Regions from separate parts of the Mus musculus genome. Here all the other regions are linked to region 4. A link is a contact called in public HiChIP or PLAC-seq and promoter capture Hi-C data. All regions are on one chromosome and are shown on one strand. The core of a region is the stretch at or near the end of the contact, and the rest is flanking DNA. Distances in the headings are between cores, read along the strand shown.

The links. HiChIP or PLAC-seq counts read pairs in DNA pulled down with a chosen protein or histone mark. Capture Hi-C pulls out chosen DNA fragments and counts their contacts.
Region 1: an HNF4G HiChIP or PLAC-seq map of pancreatic cancer cells shows a contact between it and region 4. The contact joins the promoter of Fam189b here to the promoter of Mef2d in region 4. A contact is called at or near these places in 1 of 39 promoter capture datasets (pre-B cells), 1 of 484 Hi-C or Micro-C datasets (B cells), 1 of 115 datasets of contacts at active chromatin or transcription factors (pancreatic cancer cells) and 1 of 9 other capture datasets (liver).
Region 2: a contact with region 4 is called in a promoter capture Hi-C map of adipose tissue, with 3 times the contacts expected there. The contact joins the promoter of Thbs3 here to the promoter of Mef2d in region 4. A contact is called at or near these places in 4 of 39 promoter capture datasets (hematopoietic stem and progenitor cells, liver, neural stem cells and 1 more), 1 of 115 datasets of contacts at active chromatin or transcription factors (regulatory T cell precursor) and 2 of 9 other capture datasets (adipose tissue and liver).
Region 3: a contact with region 4 is called in a FOXA1 HiChIP or PLAC-seq map of pancreatic cancer cells. The contact joins the promoter of Trim46 here to the promoter of Mef2d in region 4. A contact is called at or near these places in 1 of 39 promoter capture datasets (embryonic stem cells) and 3 of 115 datasets of contacts at active chromatin or transcription factors (double positive thymocytes, pancreatic cancer cells and thymic regulatory T cells).

What each region holds. Positions count from the first base shown.
Region 1 is chr3:89,181,463-89,185,866 of GRCm38.p6, forward strand. It overlaps Fam189b (family with sequence similarity 189, member B), which reads left to right and starts at 1,681. Exons shown (of 12, transcript NM_001014995.2): 1 at 1,681-2,486; 2 at 2,690-2,746; 3 at 2,951-3,061; 4 at 3,168-3,287; 5 at 3,427-3,534; 6 at 3,972-4,147; 7 at 4,272-4,371. The coding sequence starts at 2,262. Gm45927 (predicted gene, 45927) reads left to right here. Exons shown (of 19, transcript NM_001310017.1): 18 at 464-581; 19 at 837-1,308. The coding sequence ends at 983. It overlaps Scamp3 (secretory carrier membrane protein 3), which reads left to right. Exons shown (of 9, transcript NM_011886.3): 8 at 464-581; 9 at 837-1,308. The coding sequence ends at 983. It overlaps Gm16069 (a long non-coding RNA gene), which reads right to left and starts at 2,965. Exons shown (of 3, transcript XR_003954659.1): 1 at 2,555-2,965; 2 at 446-1,515.
Region 2 is chr3:89,212,880-89,217,410 of GRCm38.p6, forward strand. It overlaps Thbs3 (thrombospondin 3), which reads left to right and starts at 2,301. Exons shown (of 23, transcript NM_013691.3): 1 at 2,301-2,445; 2 at 3,802-4,008. The coding sequence starts at 2,367. Mtx1 (metaxin 1) reads right to left here and starts at 1,028. Exons shown (of 8, transcript NM_013604.3): 1 at 934-1,028; 2 at 1-67. The coding sequence starts at 1,014.
Region 3 is chr3:89,243,937-89,248,308 of GRCm38.p6, forward strand. Trim46 (tripartite motif-containing 46) reads right to left here and starts at 1,961. Exons shown (of 10, transcript NM_183037.2): 1 at 1,779-1,961; 2 at 214-475. The coding sequence starts at 1,841. It overlaps Krtcap2 (keratinocyte associated protein 2), which reads left to right and starts at 2,502. Exons shown (of 5, transcript NM_025327.3): 1 at 2,502-2,579; 2 at 2,842-2,996; 3 at 3,129-3,192. The coding sequence starts at 2,576.
Region 4 is chr3:88,140,184-88,144,938 of GRCm38.p6, forward strand. It overlaps Mef2d (myocyte enhancer factor 2D), which reads left to right and starts at 2,189. Exons shown (of 12, transcript NM_001310587.1): 1 at 2,189-2,491.

The DNA of each region.
Region 1 (4,404 bases), core at 431-2,930, 1.0 Mb after region 4:
GGAGAGGCCATGTCACAATGGACGAAAGATCAAGGGAGTGCCCAGAAGTGAGAAGGATCTCTTTCTCTCTCTCTCTTTTTTTTTCTTGGTTTTTTTGAGACAGGGTTTCTCTGTGTAGCCCTGGCTGTCCTGTCCTGGAACTTACTTTGTAGACCTGGCTGACCTCGAACTCAGAAATCTGCCTGCCTCTGCCTCCCGAGTGCTAGGATTAAAGCCGTGGGCCACCATGCCTGGCTCGAATCTGTTTTTCATGAGGATGCCAGGAGAGCTAGGAGCGGATGCTTCAGAAATGACTGAAAAGTATGAAGAGAATAGATGTAGTGGGATTGGTTCATGGGATGCCGCCATATTGGCCGAGGCCCTGACCGTTGATGGGCCTGGAGCATGTTCTTAGACCTAGGGGACTCCGGGTGAGCAGAGCCCCGGCAGAGTGGTCGGTCCTCACCCGTGCATCTTCCCACAGCGGCTGGGTGACTGCTCTGGTGGTGGTGGGATCCAAACCTGCCGTGGCGGTGCTCATGCTGCTCGTCGCCCTGCTCTTCACCGGCATCGCAGTGCTGGGAATCGTGATGCTGAAGCGGGTGAGGGCCGGTCGGGAGAAGGTGGGGCTGGGGAGTGAGATCATTGGGTCCCTAGGGGCTGCTGAGTGGAACATTAAGGAAATGGGGCAGGGCGGGTGGGTTATCAACTAATGGACTTTCTTGGGTGGGTGAGTTTGTGTGTTTGGAGGGAGTGCCAACGCAGAAGGAACGGTACAAAGCAGGAGACTAGTGAGTGGTGCCATCCTCCTGGGATGGGAGGGGCCTGCCTCCCTTATAATCTCTTCCCTCTTGCAGATCCACTCCCTGTACCGCCAAACGGGTGCCAGCTTTCAGAAGGCCCAGCAAGAATTTGCTGCTGGTGTCTTCTCCAACCCTGCGGTTCGAACTGCTGCTGCCAATGCAGCTGCCGGAGCTGCTGAAAATGCCTTCAGGGCCCCTTGACCCCTGCTGCACCCGCTGGGATGCCCTGGGCCTGTCACCTGTGGGAACCAAGATAGTCCCTATCCCTGAAGTCTCTGGGATTCAGGGAGCCATCACCACTTGGTGACTTCTATGGGGCTCTTCATTCCACAGCCATGACTTTAATCCTGACTTGAGGTGTGGAGAGCCCGCTGTGACTCAGTCATTATTTGCCTTTTATCTCCCATCTGGCCACACTGCTGCCGCCACCTCTCACACAACCCCAACCCCAGTTTCCTTCTGCTGTGCCAAGGATGTCTTCTTCCGTTATTTAAATTAAAGAAAAAAAAGTGTAACTGGAACTCACCCATTTCCTGTATCTTTACTGGAGATTGGGCCATTGTATGGAGTGGGGAACTGGGGTGGAAACACTCTGCAAGGAGAGGGTTGCACTTGGCAAAGTGGGCAGGCTGATAGGCGGGAGATGGGGGAGCCCCAGCTCGGTTTACCATGCCTCTGTTAATGATGAATGAGCAGTCAGTCCCTTTTGGTGTGAACACCTCATCCCGGGAACCTGTGGGGCAGAAAATGGACCCAGAAATGATCCTTAACTGCTCAGGCTTCAGGGCGAGGCTAGGGATGGAGGAGGGCCTCTCCCTATCTCCTCCCTTCCCCAGGGTTGCTTTCAGACTACAGCTCCCGGGATGCATTGCACCACCCACCACACCCCTCCTCCGCACCACGCACCATCCACCATCCCCCACCTCCACAGGCTGACCTGCTGCAGCTGGAGGAGCTAAGGAAGCCGAGCATGGTGGGGAGGGGAGCGGGTCTGCGACTCTGGAGACAGTTTCCACGGCCTCTCCCCACCAGGCGGCCCTGAATGGCCAAACGCACCTCTAGTTCCTGCATGCAGACCTTCCCCCTCTCTGTAGACTTGTTTGCATCCCTCTCGCTTTTGCCCTCCCCACCCTTGCCTGGGTTCCGGAACGCTACTCTTCAGTCTGGGATCAGCCCTTCTCGGCACCCCTCTTCATTAAGGAAATGCAATGAACCGGTGCCCTCGCGTCCTCATCGCCTCCCCGGGCACGGTACCCGTTTGGTGGTGGGGAGGGAGCCCCTCACTGTCCCTTCGTGACGCCCCTCCTTTGGGCCTCCTTCCAGCTGGCGTCCCTGGGCGATGCCCCAGAGGACCTAGCCAGGAGGTGGGCTTTACAGCGAGGGCTGTGGAAAGGATAAAGAACCAGGGCTTGGGTGCTTCTGAGATGCTCACAAGTATCAAGGGGGACCGAGCGAGGTGCGAGCAACTGGGCGGCAGGCATGATGCCCTCGCCCAGTGACTCCAGTCGCTCGCTGACCAGCCGGCCCAGTACCCGGGGCCTTACCCACCTCCGCCTCCACCGACCCTGGCTCCAGGCCCTGCTCACGTTGGGGCTGGCCCAGGTGCTCTTGGGCATCCTGGTGATAACCTTCAGCATGGTGGCCTCCTCTGTCACCACCACCGAGAGCATCAAGAGGTCCTGCCCATCTTGGGCTGGGTTCTCGGTGAGTGGGGTCCAAAGAGTATATAGTACTGGGGTGGGGGAAGCTTCTTAGGCCCCATCCCTCCTCACCTGCAAGCCCACATGGTTGTCTTTCCTTCTTCTCCCAGTCCTCTCCCTCCTTGCAGGGCTGGGTGCATCCTGTGGCAAGGGGCTCACTTAGGTGCTTCCCCTGCCAAGCTGAGCCTGTGCCCACTCTGTCCCTAGCTGGCGTTCTCCGGGTTGGTTGGCATTGTGTCCTGGAAGCGGCCATTCACTCTAGTGGTAGGTGCCAAGGCCCGATGCCCACTAGGAAGCAGGTGCCCAGCAGCGAAGGGGATTTACCCCCCCCCCCCCCGTTATGCCTCCCAGGAGCTTTCCAGTTGGTATAAGGCTAGCAGAAGCTGTCTGAGAAGAGGGTGGCTCATTCTGTGGAAGAGGGATGCTGCTGAAGGTCCCAGCCCTGAGATGCCACCTTCTTTCCCTCAGATCTCTTTCTTCTCCTTGCTTTCGGTGCTCTGTGTCATGCTTAGCATGGCTGGCTCTGTTCTCTCCTGTAAGAATGCTCAGCTGGCTCGGGACTTCCGAGAGTGCTCCATGGTGAGATTTGAGGAGGGAAACCTGGAAGGAAGGGGTTAGGAGAGATGGGAGGAAGCCGTGAGTTTGCTCTGACCCGGGCTGCCTTGCCCTTTGCACTCCCACACAGGAAGGGAAGGTCTGTGTATGCTGCCCACCTATCCCCCTACACAGACCTTGCCCAGAATGGGGCCAGGAGCTGAAAGTTGCCCTCAACTCCACCTGTGATGAAGCCAGAGGGGCCCTCAAGGTGAAGAAGCCCTCCCCAGCCCTTCCCCCTACACTCTTATTTTGGGTCTCCTTTGCTCCCCTCCTGGAGTTTTCAAAGGCTCAAGTGTGTAAGGTTTTTCTGTCCCGGGCCCCTTACTCTTCTCCTTTATCTTCTCCAGAACCTGCTCTTCAGTGTCTGTGGCCTTACCATTTGTGCTGCAATAATCTGTACCCTCTCTGCTATTGTCTGCTGTGTCCAGATCTTCTCCCTGGATCTGGTGCATATGGTAAGAAGGGAGCCAAGGCCCAAGCAGACAGGGGTGGTGGGAGCTGGGTTTGTGTGTATGTGTGTGTGTGTGTGCTGGGCCTGGGCCTGCCAGGCATAGCTACAGGTGACCTGAGGATATTTATTTCGGGGATGTTGAGTGCTGAAGGGAGAGTGAGGAAGACTGGATGGGGTGGAATCTGGAAGGTCCTAGGATGAGGAGGGGATAAAGGATGGGTAGTTGTATGGTGACAGGGAACAGGTGACAATTATGGATAGATGTGAAGCTAGAAAAGGAGAGATATATGGGTGGACAAAGCCAGAGCTGGAGGTTCAGCGTGAGGCAGGATGAAGAAGCTGGGTGTGGCTGAGGAAGGGTGGAACTGGATCTTCTTGGTGGAAGTAGGGCCATAAAAATAGCAGAAAGGGAAGAAATTTGAAACCAGGCTTGCTCTCTAGCAGCTTGCCCCTGAACGGTCAGTCTCAGGCCCCCTAGGGCCCCTGGCGTGTACATCCTCGCCTCCAGCTCCTCTCCTACACACCATGCTGGACTTGGAGGAATTTGTCCCGCCTGTGCCCCCACCACCCTACTACCCTCCAGAGTACACCTGCAGTTCAGAGACAGATGCACAAAGGTAAGGCTGGAGGTGGGGGTGGGGGAGCAAGGGGCTGCTGGGGGGAGGGACTGGATTGCTGGGAGGCATAGCTGTGGAGTAGGAGTTAGTTTCCAGACCCTGATCCTCTCCCTCATCCTGCCAGCATCACGTATAATGGCTCCATGGATAGCCCAGTGCCCTTGTATCCTACTGACTGCCCCCCTTCTTACGAGGCCGTCATGGGGCTGCGAAGAGACAGCCAGGTGAGGAAAGAGCTTGGTGTAGCTGGGAGCAGT
Region 2 (4,531 bases), core at 1,051-3,550, 1.1 Mb after region 4:
AAGGGCTCTGCCAAGGATTGCTGGTCTTGTGTATCTTCAGTGGGGCGCCTGTAAATCTGGTATAGGTCTGCAGGGAAGGAAGCAGACGGTAGAGAGGCCAGGGTATGGCTTCATAAAGAAACCAAGAAAAGAATCCGTGACTCAGTAAATTATGTTCTATGGTCTATACTTTTATACCAAAAGGAGAGGCGGAAAGAGGGTGTCATTCCTATTTACAAATGGGCAAACTAGACCAGACAGTTCATGGACATGTTTATATGTCCATTTCCAAGATTAAACATTAGGAAAAGATTTCTACCCTTATGCCATCTACACTGTAAAGCCTATTCACAAAAGCTTTTCCTAATTAACTTCCCTCTTCCTGGAAGTACTGATTTACTTTGACAGTCTCTGTATTCTGTTTCTACTTTACATCAATACACGTGATCGTTTCATTATTTGCTTACATGTTTGCCTTTCTGTTAACAATTTCAATACAAGGGTCAAAATCGTATTGCAAGGGAATGTTTTTTACTCTAAGAGGCATAATAAATGTTTTTTGCAATCCCGAAGACGTTGAATGAAGAGAAGCAAGTCTGCCTAGTTCTAAAGGTCTTCCTACACAGTCTGGCTGTGGGGCTGTCTGGTCTACGAAAACGAGATTCAATGGATTCATAGCGGAAAAAGAAGAGATCGTCCAGAAGGGGTTATCCCAAGGTCACCCAGCCAATAAATGGATAGGCAAGGTCTAAACCCATCTTCTGAAGCCCTGACCAAGCCTACTTCCACTGCTACACAAATCGATCCTAGGAAATCCGGACGTAAGGCGCGGAGCCCACATCGGCCTTCGACTGCCTCAGTTTCTCTCAAGACGCATGCGTCTCGGTTCTCGGCAAAGCTCGAGCACCCACTCCGGCTCTCCAGAGATCAGAGGACAGGTGCATGAGCCCTCACCAGCACGGCCAGACTATCCAGGTCCACCGACGGCAATCCCCAGCCCCCTGACCAGCAGAACAGCTCCATGGGCGCCGCCATCTTGTACGCTCTCTGACCCGGAAGCACCTTCTCGTATGCGTCGGCCTTCTCTCGCCAGGAACCGCCCCTGGTCCCCGCCTCCCTGGCCGCCGGGGCTTTGGGGTCTGGGGAGGCGTGGCTCTTGGCGGCCTGAGCCGCGGCGGGGCTGTGAGAGGTGGGGCATCGGCCTTCTGGGGAGCGCCGCGGGCTCGTCCTGAGGCGGCCCCCGTAAGGGAGCAGGGCCGCCGTCCAGACGCGCTTGGGACTTTCGCGGCGCCTCTGCCGAGCGTAGCCACGAACCGCCGGCGACACGGAGGGCTTGGGAGAGGGGCATCTGGTGCGGCTTGTCGGTCTCTGGGGGCACTTGCCAAACTGCACATGGCCCCGACAACCCCGGGCCCTCTCAGGTCTCAGCCCTGAGCGGACGCCGCGGGGGGGTCCCCCGAGCCGCATGTTTTCCACTGCGCGTTATGTTTGGAGAGGGCCTCGCGCTGCCTGTCGCCATGGAAACAAAACAGGGGCGGTGGCGGCGCCCGAGCTGAGGCCCGGCTGGGGCCTGAGTGGGGGAAGGGGAGGTGCGGCTCGCGGGCAGTTGCCTTCGTAACGGGAACTCCTGGTCGGTCCCCAGCTCCCCTCGGGTTCACCCCGGACAGGGCCATCCCGCGGTATCCAGTGTTCCCCAGTCCCATCCTCGCTCCTGTCTTCTAGTTTATGGCTCTAGCCTCTGGTGATGCTTTCCCCTTTCTGATGTCTTAGAAAGCCATCAAGTTCTCGTCGGTGCTTCCAGATTTCTATTTTCCCAAGAGTGAGGGGAAATGGAGGAATGGGCACATGTCAGGGACGCAACACACCGTAATAAAAAAATTTTTTTTTTTTTTGCTGTGCCACATCAATAAGCCTCGTGTCGTACGTAGTCTTCTAGGCACTGTAGCAAAGGATGGTCCACTGACATCCATTTCCGCCAACCGTGAAATAATGCCTAGAACCTAGAATTGCCCAAGGCAGGGGATTCTGACTTTTCCAACCACTGCTTGCAGAGAACAGTAGCATTTGGTAGCGCTGTTAAGTTGAAAGCTCCCAAGAACCAGATGTCAGGCTAAAGGGAAGCATCTTTGAGGAAAATCATTATGGTGGAGCAGGAGGCAAGGAAAGCTCTGGGACTCTTTCCCAGTGCCTCTGGTTTCGGGAGCCGGTGATGCCTCCAAGGTGATTGGCAGCTCTTTGTTTCAACCCCCCCCCCTACCCGCCTGCTCCCCCCCAACCCCCCAGCTCGCTCCTCAGTCCCTCCGCCCCCCTCCTGCTCCTGCTCTCCGCCTAGTCTTTTTCCCTCCCAGTCGCCTTGCCTGCCAGGGGTAGTGAACCGGCTAAGCGGCATGGAGAAGCCGGAACTTTGGGGTGTCCTGGCTCTCCTCCTCCTCTGCTCTTACACGTGTGGCAGTCAGGACCTTCAGGGTAAGCCTGCATTCATCCCCCTTGACACCTCTTTGTCTCCTTTCTTTTGCCCCCAGGCAAATAACAGACCACATGTGAGTTTGAGAGAGAGGGAAGAGTCCTGAAATGGGTTGGAGAGAAAAGTTAACACTGCGAAGAGTGAAGGGTTGGTGATAATGTAGGAGGGGTGGGCACCAGAGTGGTGGGTGAGTGCAGATTGGTGCAGTGTCAGGCACTGAGACCAGGATGGATCCAGGAGGACTCCACGACAGAGTTAGTCTCAGAGCATCAACAGGATAGTCTGGGCAAGCAGCTTGATTGATGGTGACTGCACGGTGGGGGACCCTGGGCTTGGTTCCCCCCCCCTTTACTCTGGCTCTTGGTTTCTAAAAGATAGGGCGGGGGTGGGGATTGGGCAGCTTGAACTCTCCCGGAGGTCTGGTGGGGGGATGGCCCATGGGTGGTGTAGGAGAGGTGGTAGGAGCAGATGACACAAGCAAAGATTCTTTACTGGCTGGAAGGGAAACCACAGATTGGCCAGGACACAGGAGGAAGAGATGCTGGCTGGGTCCTACATTCCCAGGGGGGAAAGACTAAACAGCGATGGGAGGGTCAGAGCGCTTTGTGGACGGCTGTAAGATGTGTGTGATGAGCCCCTGGGATGGGAGGACCGGCCCCAGGGTTTGGAGTGTGCTAAACCCAGCAATGGAGAGATGGTACTCCTGGTTCCTGAGTTGTGGGCACCAGGTGCCACTCCAGACTCTAGTCAGCAATGTCTCCCTTGCGCCACCTGGTGGGACATAGGAAGTTTGCGAGTGGCTTTGGTATTTGTAAGTGGGCTCTAAGCCTATAGGTTCCCAAGGCTTTGGAAGCAATAGAAGGTGCTGGGAGGGAAGCATTGCCTTGATAACAAAAAAAGGGCCAATGGTTTTGTTTTTAGAGATAGGGTCTTGTAGCCTGGTCTAAAGTAGCGGAGGCTGCCTGATTGCTTGAGGCAGTCCTCTCAGCCTGAGGCTACAGGCATGTACCAGCATCCCTAAAGAGTTTGAGTTTTGAGGATGCAGTTCAGAGGTAGGAAGATGATAATTAGGGATGCCTCAGCCGGGCGTGGTGGGGCACGCCTTTAATCCCAGCACTCAGGAGGCAGAGGCAGGCGGATTTCTGAGTTCGAGGCCAGCCTGGTCTACAGAGTGTGTTCCAGGACAGCCAGGGCTACAGAAAATCCTTGTCTCAAAAAAAAAAAAAAAAAAAAAAAAAAAAAAAAAAAAAACAAACATAAAAAAAAGGGATGCCTCACCTCTGAGAGCTCAGGAGAGAGGGCAGGCCTACCTCAGACTCCAACCACTTCCTCTAATTTTTAAATCCCTATCTGGCCAGTAATTGACCTGCTGACAGTGGGCGAATCCAGGCAGATGGTAGCTGTGGCAGAGAAGATTCGGACAGCTTTACTCACTGCTGGGGATATCTACCTCTTGTCCACTTTCCGCCTCCCTCCAAAGCAAGGTGGTGTCCTCTTTGGCCTCTACTCTCGCCAAGACAACACACGATGGCTGGAGGCCTCTGTTGTGGGCAAGATCAACAAAGGTGACTGGTGGGCACCCCTTTCCAGCATCAATGACCCCTTGAGCAGTCTCCCTCATGCCCTCTCCCAGGTGCCTCTTTATTCTCCATGACCTCTACTAGGGCTACTGGTATGGAGGAACTCAAACAGTTGGGTCAGGCTGGTATTTATAGGGATGGATGGCAGGTTGTAGGCTGGGATGCTCAGGGAGGGTGAGACAGCTCTGTGTCCCAGCAATGACTGTACCACTCAGATCTTTGCTAAAGTTCAGTGGGTACAGATCTAGTTGCCACCTTGGGAAAGGATAGTCTCCTAGACATGGAGAATAAGGTCATCTAAGGCCAATTTGAAAAGCATTCATTTACTACTTTCATTGTTTATACATTTATTTACTTTTCAAGATAGGGTTTCTCCATGTAGCTCCAGCCTGCAACTCAGAGATCCACATGCCTGGTCCTGTGAGTGCTTGTCACATCAACGCCTGGCTGAAAAGCATTTATTGTGCACCTGTTACATACAAGGTGTTGAGAGTTACACATTAGGAAT
Region 3 (4,372 bases), core at 711-3,210, 1.1 Mb after region 4:
GACCCAGGAGGCACAGGTGAGAATTACAGCTGGCTGGGGTGGGTGACATCTGATCAATTAAAACGTGGAATTAATTTCATTGCGCCAGAGATCAGCTCTCATTAGAATTTCAGACAAGCAGTAAGAAGCTCCACCCCAGAATGACAGACAGATGCCCCTGACCCTCTTCCATCTTTCTACATCCCCACCCCATCCCACAGGCCCCAGCCCCACCTGACTTAAGGAGCCGGTCCAAGCGATCTGGCTTGGGGAGAGTTCTCCGAGAGAGGCGGGGGCTGCGGGTAGAAGGGGTGGAAGCAGGAGAAGTGGGCTCCGAACTCGGATCCCCACCATGGCCTATGTACCCCTGCTGGCCCAAAACCTCCCGGGCACAGGCCTGGCACACGTTGTGGGTACAAGGCAGCACTAGTGGCTGCTTGTACATCTCTTGGCACACTGGGCACAGCAGTTCCTTCTCCATGTTCTTCATGCTTGTCTGTGGAGGGACCAGGAGGTTGTGTGAGAGCTAGGACACTTGGGCAAATCTCAGCCCGGTCCCTTGGCTGCCAGGAAGGGCAGCACAAGCTACCTACTGCTTTGGCCCAGTACCCGCCTTCGTTGGTTCACACACCTCCCCAGCTCTCTGTCTCCTGCTTCAGCGCCCCTCTTGGGGAGCTTAAGGTCCACCAAGAAGGTACAGTTGGAGCTCTGGCCTCCCCCACCATCGCGCCCCACCCCCATCACTCCCGCTGCAGCAGTGCTGGCAGGCAGTCCTCCCGCCTCACCTGTCTCCATCCCTCCATCTCTGGATTAATAGCATTTATTTCAAGGGCACCACCCATTCTACAGCTGGGTGTTGTCCCCCGCCCCTTTCTCTAGCAACCCTTAGACGCATGACTGCTCCCCGCGGCCAGGGTGCGCTAGCTCTCTGAACCGGCTGGGCACTGGCCGGCGCCCCAGCACCCATCCTCCATTCTTCAATTCTATTTCTTCCAGTCTCCCCAAATCAACCCATCTCTCTTTGCCTTCTATACTAGAGCTATCAGACCCAGTCTGGTGGAGAAATTCGGCCTGTTTCAACCCTTTGCTCAATCTAGGGTGGGGGAGGAAGGAGCGCCCCGCCTACCTGCCCCCTCCCCACCGGAAGTATCCCTCCCCCTTTTGGTGAGGGGTCTTCTGGCTATTCCCCACCCCCACACCTCACCTTGGTCCCTCTCTTCGCAGCCATCCCGGTCAGGGGCGCAGCTGACACAAAGGAGGGAGGGAGAGGGAGGGAGGGGGAAGGAAGTGGTGGGGGGGAGCAGGGTTGGCACCGCCTCTGGGAGAGACGGGCACGGGTTACCATGGCAACGGGAGGCTGCACGGCAGCTAGCGGGGGGGGGGGTTGGGGGCGGTAGGGGGGGTGGTCGGGAGGGGTCCAAATTGGGAACTGCACCCAGGAGCGGTTTTTTCATCACCCCACCCCACCCCCCGCCACACCTGTCCTCAGTTTCTTGGAAAACATCCAAGCTCACACATGCCCCTTCTCATAGCCCTGGTGCACGCCTGGCAGCTACCCCAAGCCTACCCGCTGGGTCCGGGCAGCTTCTCGCTGCCTACACCCCAGCAAACGGGAGTCTCACCACTCGGCTGTCCCCAGGATCCCTCCACACTTGCGTCTCCGCCCTCCCAGTCATTTCTGTCTTAACTAATCCCTTCTCTATAATCCATATTCTTCCTGGACCCCCACCTGTTCAAGGGTCTGGCTTGCCCCGACCCTTTACATCCCCTCCCTTCCCCTTGACCCCACCTTAACTCACACTGATGCGGACTAGTGCATCCATGATGGAAGTGAAGGTCTGCATATCCTCACCCTCAGCCATGGCCCTACTGTGCCCGCCCGCCCCCGGGTGCCCGATCCTGGCTGCTGCTGCGAACCCGGGGCTTAATGCAGGAGCCGGGTGGGGTGAAGGGAGGGGTGGGGAGGGTGAGATGTCACTGCGCATGCTCCAGGGACTAGCTTCGAACTGCGTCCGTCGAGGTAGGGGGTGGGAAATAGTTCTTCCCACGTGGTTCTCCAAAGGCGGTCTAGGGGGTGGGTAACATGGAGGGTATTTGAGGTAGGAACCATTCCTCCTATTAGAAGCTTGCATCGATTCCTGGTCATACTACTCACATAAAGCACGAAGCTCGTTTCAGAAGAACAACTCCAGGTGGACGGTGCTACATCTTGGGTGGCACATATCTTCGGGAGTTGTTGAGGCAATTATAGTGGGTCAGGGAGGTCTGAGGAAGTTGTACGGGAGATGACATGAATAGCAATGAAGGCACAGGTGACTCTAGGCCATGGGATCATGACTGAAAGATGAGTGCAGCTTGTCCAGAGAGACAGCAGATGCCTTGGCTACAGAAGGCTGGAGACCAAGCAGGGCGGTGGCCTAGAATGCTCTTAGAAGCATTATTTCCTCCTTGCCACAAGAGGGCGCTGCACCCAAGGCGCGTAGAGGAAGAAGTAAAGCAAGTCCACGTTGGCCCCGACGCCTGCGTACAGACAACCGCGCCGGCTTTGGCTCCCCTCTTTCTCCAGGGACACGGATTGGACCACGGACGGGGCGTGATGGGTAACCGCACCGGCGGGATGCCCGGGCTGCTCTAGCGGGAGTGGGCGTTGGGGTGGTCCTCTTTTCTCCGTAGCCTCGGTAAAGCTGACGTGTCCTGGGAACTAGCATTTCCTCCGGACAGGCGGGAACTTGGGTGTGCAGGGCCGGGTGGTTCCTGGAGGTCGCTGTGGGGTGGGGGCTGGGTCACTTGGAAGTGGTTGGTGAGCCAAGCTCCGGAGTGAATCTGCCTGAATCTTAGCCTGACTCTTTTTCTCATTTATAGTAGTCGGTACCGGGACCTCCTTGGCGCTGTCCTCCCTCCTGTCCCTGCTGCTCTTCGCTGGCATGCAGATCTACAGCCGCCAGCTGGCCTCCACCGAGTGGCTCACCATTCAGGGGGGCCTGCTGGGCTCCGGCCTTTTCGTCTTCTCCCTGACTGTATCTTCCTCGCGCTGGAAGGGGAGGCGGGGGTGTATGAACAGAACATGGGCGGGAGTGGGTGGCAAGGGCTTTGCAGTCCCTCTACTTCCTATCTTGTTGCGTGAGTTTCTCCTTAATTACATCACCCAGGCCTTCAATAATCTGGAGAATCTGGTCTTTGGTAAAGGCTTCCAAGCAAAAATCTTCCCTGAGAGTAAGTGAAACTCAATAGTTAACTGGACTCTTTTTTTTTTAAACCTCTCCCAAACATGATGCCGAATTTCCCTGTGCTTAGATGATAAAGGAGAAATACATTTGCTTAACACAATCTTGAAGACAGAAGATGCTTTCAGATTAAGCATTTTATTGGAGCTGGAAGAGAAGCACAAAAAGGGGGGAGGGGAGGGGAGGGGAGGGAGAGGAAAAGAAAGAAAAAGGCCAACCTGGTCTGCTCTCAGGACAGGTTTCAAGTGAACAGTCAAGCCTGGGCTGATGTCTGATAGGCATCCAGGAGAAGGTGTTCTTTGTCCCTGTGAGAGAAGAAAGCAAAACCAAGCCCACTGAGGGATTCTGATGTGGAACTGAGCCCGCACTATTGACTGCTGCTGGAGGAGATTGTGAAGTCTGTGTTCACTGGGATGTTACCAATAGCAGGACCCCTGACAGAAGGAGAATAGAGAATAACCGCTAGAGCTCACTCTCTTTCTCTGCATCCGCTTGTTTCTCTCTTCCTTTCTTCTCCTCCCTTCTGTAGCCCACACTGGCCTTGAACTTCCTGTGTGGCTGTGAATGACTAAACCCTTGACTTGCTGATCTTCCTGCCTCCACTTCCCAGGTCCTGAGATTAGCACTACCTCATGTAGTTTATGAGGTGCTGGCGATTAAGCCCAGGTCCTTGAACATGCTAGGCAATCTCTCTCCCAATGGAGGCACATCTCCAGCCCTGATAGATCAGTTTTTGTGTGTGATAATTCTTGTTAGATGGTTCATATAGAGATCTGATGGAGAATAGGGCTCATAAAACAAAGTCGGCATCAGGACCGAGCCACTTGGAAAGCCACATGCTGGGAAAAGCAAGCAGTTGTGGCCCCGTGAAAGACTCACCCAGAAACCCCGAAGCCCGCCATTGTTGCTGTCTTCACGGCCCTGTTGGAGGTTTCCAGAGCTTCCGCCCAGCAATGCCCAGAGCTTCTGTCTCTTCCACTCTGTCCCATGTGTTTCTTATATGCTGAAAGAAATTGTTGGAAGGCAAAAACCTTGTCTTTCAGCCAGACAGTGATGGCACAGGCTCTTAATCCTAGCACTAGAGGCAGAGGGAGGCAGGTCTCTGTGAGTTCAGGGCTAGCGCGATCTACAGAGCAAGTTCCAGGACAGCCAGAGCTACACAGTGAAAC
Region 4 (4,755 bases), core at 939-3,438:
CCCCCTATTCTGGTCTCCTGTGAGTTGTCAAGTCAGCAGTGAGTGTCCAGGGCCCCCACCTCCCTGAGCTCTCGGAGCTCTTCCTGCTAGTCTTTTAATATCTTCCCCAGGTGACTCACCTTCCTTCCTCATTCCTTTTTAAAGGACTCAACATTCCAGGTCTAAAGAGGGCCAGCCAACCAATCACAGCCATGGACGGCCAGCCTCATATTTGAGATTGGCTGGGATCATGGCTCGCTGGAAGCTCACCAAGTTAGTTAGGGAGAGGCTGGGGAGGGGGATTCTGGGAAAAAAATTTTCTTCTGGCCTTGGTTATGTTTTGAGAAACAAACTGAGTTAGGTTCTCTAGCTTGGAGAGCCTCCAAGGTTGAGGCAGGTTGAACACTCCTGAGGGCTTAGCTGTCCCGGGCCCATCCTGTTTTGTTTTCCTACAAGCTGGGACCCAATGGCCTGAAGGCTGTGTTCCCAGGCCTGTTCCTAAGACGTCTTTTCCAGCAGCCCTGAATCTCTCCAGTCTCAACATTCTGCTTTTCCCGACGTCGGGAAACAGCCGGAAAAATAAACACCCTGATGACTAAACGGTTTCTCCAGCTAGAGCCTGGGGAAGCACTAAAAATAGAGGCCACAAGTGAGGGGAGGTTCCCCACGGGGAGGGCACTTTCCCATTCTGCTCCCACCATAGCCACAAGCAGGAACAAGGCTGTGTTCTCCCAGGGCTTGGGGAAGGGCAGATGCCTTCACTCAAGTCTTGGGGGCAAACCAGACTGCTCAAGGAGTACTGGCAGCTCTGTGCCCCCACCCCCCATACTACTAGGAAAACTAAGGAGCAACATTTGGGGACCATGTGTGATCCTACATAAATCAGGCTTCTGGAAGGAGGGGCAAAGTGGAAGGGTTGAAAAGGGAGGCCGAGGGACTAGAAGCCTACGTGCTTCCTGTTTAAGGAGGTACATATATGCCTCCAAGCTCTTTGCAGAATAGTCCTATTGAACTGGCCCACTATGAGCCTTTTCTGAACTCACGCAGGCCCTAAAAGGGCTCATTTTCAGCTGAGCAGCCCGTGTGGGTCATACAGTGCAACACGAGGCACTGTACTAGTCTACTGGGAACTAAACTCACACCAAATTCACAAGTTATGTACCTGGCCTTACCACCTTCAGCTTACCCAAGAGGATGGAGAGTTAAGAGATGTGCTTTGCTCTTTTCAGAAATAGTGGAAAATTTTGAACCAAAACAGTCTGACTCCGAGATTATAAATTTTCTAACCCACCACTTGTCGCCTCTTCTCATCTCTCCCACAAGAAGCCAGAACAGGGACTTTGTTCAGTAAAGCAGACCCTAGCTTGTTGAAGAACCTCTTGCTTCTGTTTTGCTAAGGCTTTGAAGTCCACGCCAGACTCTGTCATTTCCTCAAGCTCCAGGTAGAGCCAGCCGAGGACTTGTTAGTGACAGGATGCGGACAGGAAGTCTGACGGGTTAAAGGTCCAGAAGCAATGGAGCGCACAATCTTGTTGTGAAGCACTTAAAAATTCACCACGCCCAGAGGCCGTCGGGGATTTTAAAAGATTTTTTTTTTTGAGAGAGTTATATTTCTTCAAGACAAGGCTTCTGGATGTTTCCTGTGAGGCAAGGGAGGTAGTGGTTGGGGTCCCGCCCCTTTAAATTGCCCCCTCCGTAGTTAAGTGCGCTGGGGCCCGCAGGCACTAAAAGATTAGATCACCCGAGAATTATGCACTGTAGCTTTAAATGTCTGGGCGTCAACCGAGCCGGGTCAGGGGAAAGGAGGGGACCTGTCACAGGTAGAGGGAGCAGCGGAGCTCCCCAGGTAACCACGAGATAAGAGAGCGCGATCTGGCTTCGGAGCTTTGTCACACAGTAAGTGTAGGAGCTGGGGCCTACCAACACTCTTATCTCCCCAGAACTTATTTACTTAGATCCCTGCCAACTCTGGAGCTGGGGTGCTGAGGTACCCGCAGCCTCGCTCTGTCCCGCAGGCGGAGGGATCTGGGCTCCACGCGCCGTGGTCGCGCGCCCCAAAGGGGTGGGGCGCAGGCCGCGGGCAGGGGGCGGGGTTGCGTCCCAGGCCTCCCTGCCAGGCCCCGCCCCCAGCCCTGCGGGGCCCTCCCATTGGCCCCCTGCTTGTCCATCACTCTCGTCTTTTCCCCCCCTCCCATCTCGCAAGCTAGGCTGCGCGGTGCCTACGTCGGCCTCGAGTCTGGGGCTGGAGGAGTTGCCTTTGGAGCCCGAAAGGAGGAAGGAAGCAAAATATCAACAACCGTCGAGGCGGCTTGGGCGCTCGGCTGCGTGCCTGCCGCCCGCCGCCGCCGCCCCCGCGCGCACCAGGGGGTCCCGGCCCTGTGGCGCCGCCCAGGCCGCGTGGACGCGGCGCCTTCGCTGTTTCCCGTCGGAGCTGCGGCTTCGCGTAACCGAGGATTCGGCGGACCGGGCCGAGGCTCCGGGCGCCGTGACACCCCGTCCCCCCCACGGGCTGGTGAGTCACGACGCGCGTCGGCCCCTTTAAGAACCCCTCCCCCACGCCGCGCGGCCGGGCTCAGGGTGGTCTGGAGCGCGAGGGGTGTACGGGCGCCCTGGCACGAGCGTCCCGGTCCGGGCGGGGCGACGGAGGCAGTGTTGGTGCTGGGGTGTCTGCTGTGACAGCCGCGCCTGGTACCCGAGCCCCCGTCGCCTCGCGCCTTGGCGGGCGCAACGCACGTGGCTCCGGCCGCGATTTCGCGCCCGTGGGGGCCCCCTTGGTCGGGCGTGTCAGCAACGCCGGCTGGAGAACCCCTGGACAGTAGTTTGCAGCTGTTAACACCTGGCAGGACCTCTCCAGGCCTTTCTCTTGGACGGTGCGGTGCGGGCCGAGTCAGTGCGAGTGGGGTTCGAGTGGTGAGGCTGGCCCAAGGGACTACTGTGCTCCCGGCCTCCCACCTCAGAGATGGGGCAGGGAGGCCTCCCAGAGATTCCATCGAGCCCTCGGGGTTCCCAGTGGCCCTGGACTACCCAGCTTGTCCTGAGTGCCAGTTCTGCCTACGACTGACCGGCACATTGGGGCCAGGCTAGGGGAGTACAGTGGGTGGATCCCGTTCCCTCCTGCCCTACCCGTGTGAGTTTCCTCCGAGGCCTGTTTGGCTGTGTGAGTGGTGGATCTTACCCCTCCCCCTAGCCCTCAGTGGGTCTGAGCTGCCTGACTGTGGGAAGTTTGCCGTCTGGGACGGTGACCTTGGGCTGCTCTGGCCGGATCTCGGAGAGGAGCCTACTGAGTGCGCTTGGCCTTGGGAGCTGTCCACCTTCTGTTCGTCTCCCTGTATCCGCGGTAGGTATCCGCCGAGGGGAGCATTGGCGAGTTACCTGACAGTGTTCTCAGACACCCAGCTTCTGGCCTCTGGCCACCGAGCCCCAGTGCTCAGCCTGGCTGTCCCAACTCCCATGGCCTTGCCTGTGAATGAATTTCCTTCCTGCGTCTTCCAGGATGGGGGTGGGGTGGGATGATTGTGGGAGTGGCTGAGAACCTTGTTATGTAGGGTGGTTGGGGAATTCTGGAGCTTCTGTAGAGCACTTTTCCCATATACCCCAGAAATGGACACTGAGGCTTTGGGATTTCAGTGGTCATGTTCTTTGTTTGTGACTGCTGTGCCCTTCATACATAGACCCTGTGTGTGACTGCTGCGTGTACTTTTAGGGAGTCAGGAGCTTTCATTCATTCCCATACTTACCAAAGTGGTAGAGCATTTTACTTAAGGTCACACTTCAGCTTTTGTATCAGACTTATGTCTTCCCTCTTTCTGCCATATATTTCATGTAGGGAGAGACTCTAAAGATTAAGAATAAAGACACAACAAGCCTTGCTCATGCAGGCGTGAGCCTAGAGAAGAAACAGGACCCAGACAGAAAGTATGGGAAGCCTCGTGTTGGGGGATGGGCACAGGGCTTGTGCTGCCTCTGCTAAGCCCAGTGGCTGGAACAGGGTGTGGGGGACTTGGACAGGAGGCAGGTGCAGGTTGCCCATCCCCCTCTGTGTGGTGATATGGGGCTGGAGGGCCCCAGCTCTCTGCTCTGGCTCTCTAGCTTCTAGTGCACCTCCTAGGCTGGGCGATGTGACAGGCTGGCTGGCTGCCGTTATATAATCTCTCTCCAGCAGGTTTTTTTCTTTCTTCTCCTGGTCTTCCTTGGTGGTGTGTTGAAAGGTAGAGGCAGTCTCTCCAGGTTGGGAGCTGGACCGGGGGATGGGTTTAAGTTCACTGAGGCCCTGCTCTGACCCTGCTCTGGAAAGGGGCCTATGCTGCAGCATCCTTGGCCCTTATGTCCTTGGCCTGGAGGTCTGTCCATCTTCCTAGCTTTATCTTCTGTGCCAACTGAGTTTCCTGTTCTCCATGGTTTTTCTGGCCTAGCACAGGTCCACACTAGAGTTGAGTTGGTAGGCTGGCTTTTTTCTTTGTTGCCTCCACTTCTCTGTCCCCTACCTAGACAATTGTGTGGCCTACAGAAGAGCTGCAGACAAGGGGGACACTATGAGTCACAAGTACAGTTGGTGTTGTCCAGGTTCCCTAATGGGGCTGATGATCTGAGGCAGGCCCAAAGCCATCGGCCAGGGTCAGATCTAGGGCTGTGGATCTGTGGTGGTGGGCTCTCCCCAAACCTTGAGACCTTGGCCAGGACACCTGGCCTGAGAAAATTATCTCCCTTTACAGGGAAGTGGGAAGGAGGAATGGTCGCATGCCGCACAGCCTCCGCATCGCTGTAATCACTGGTGGC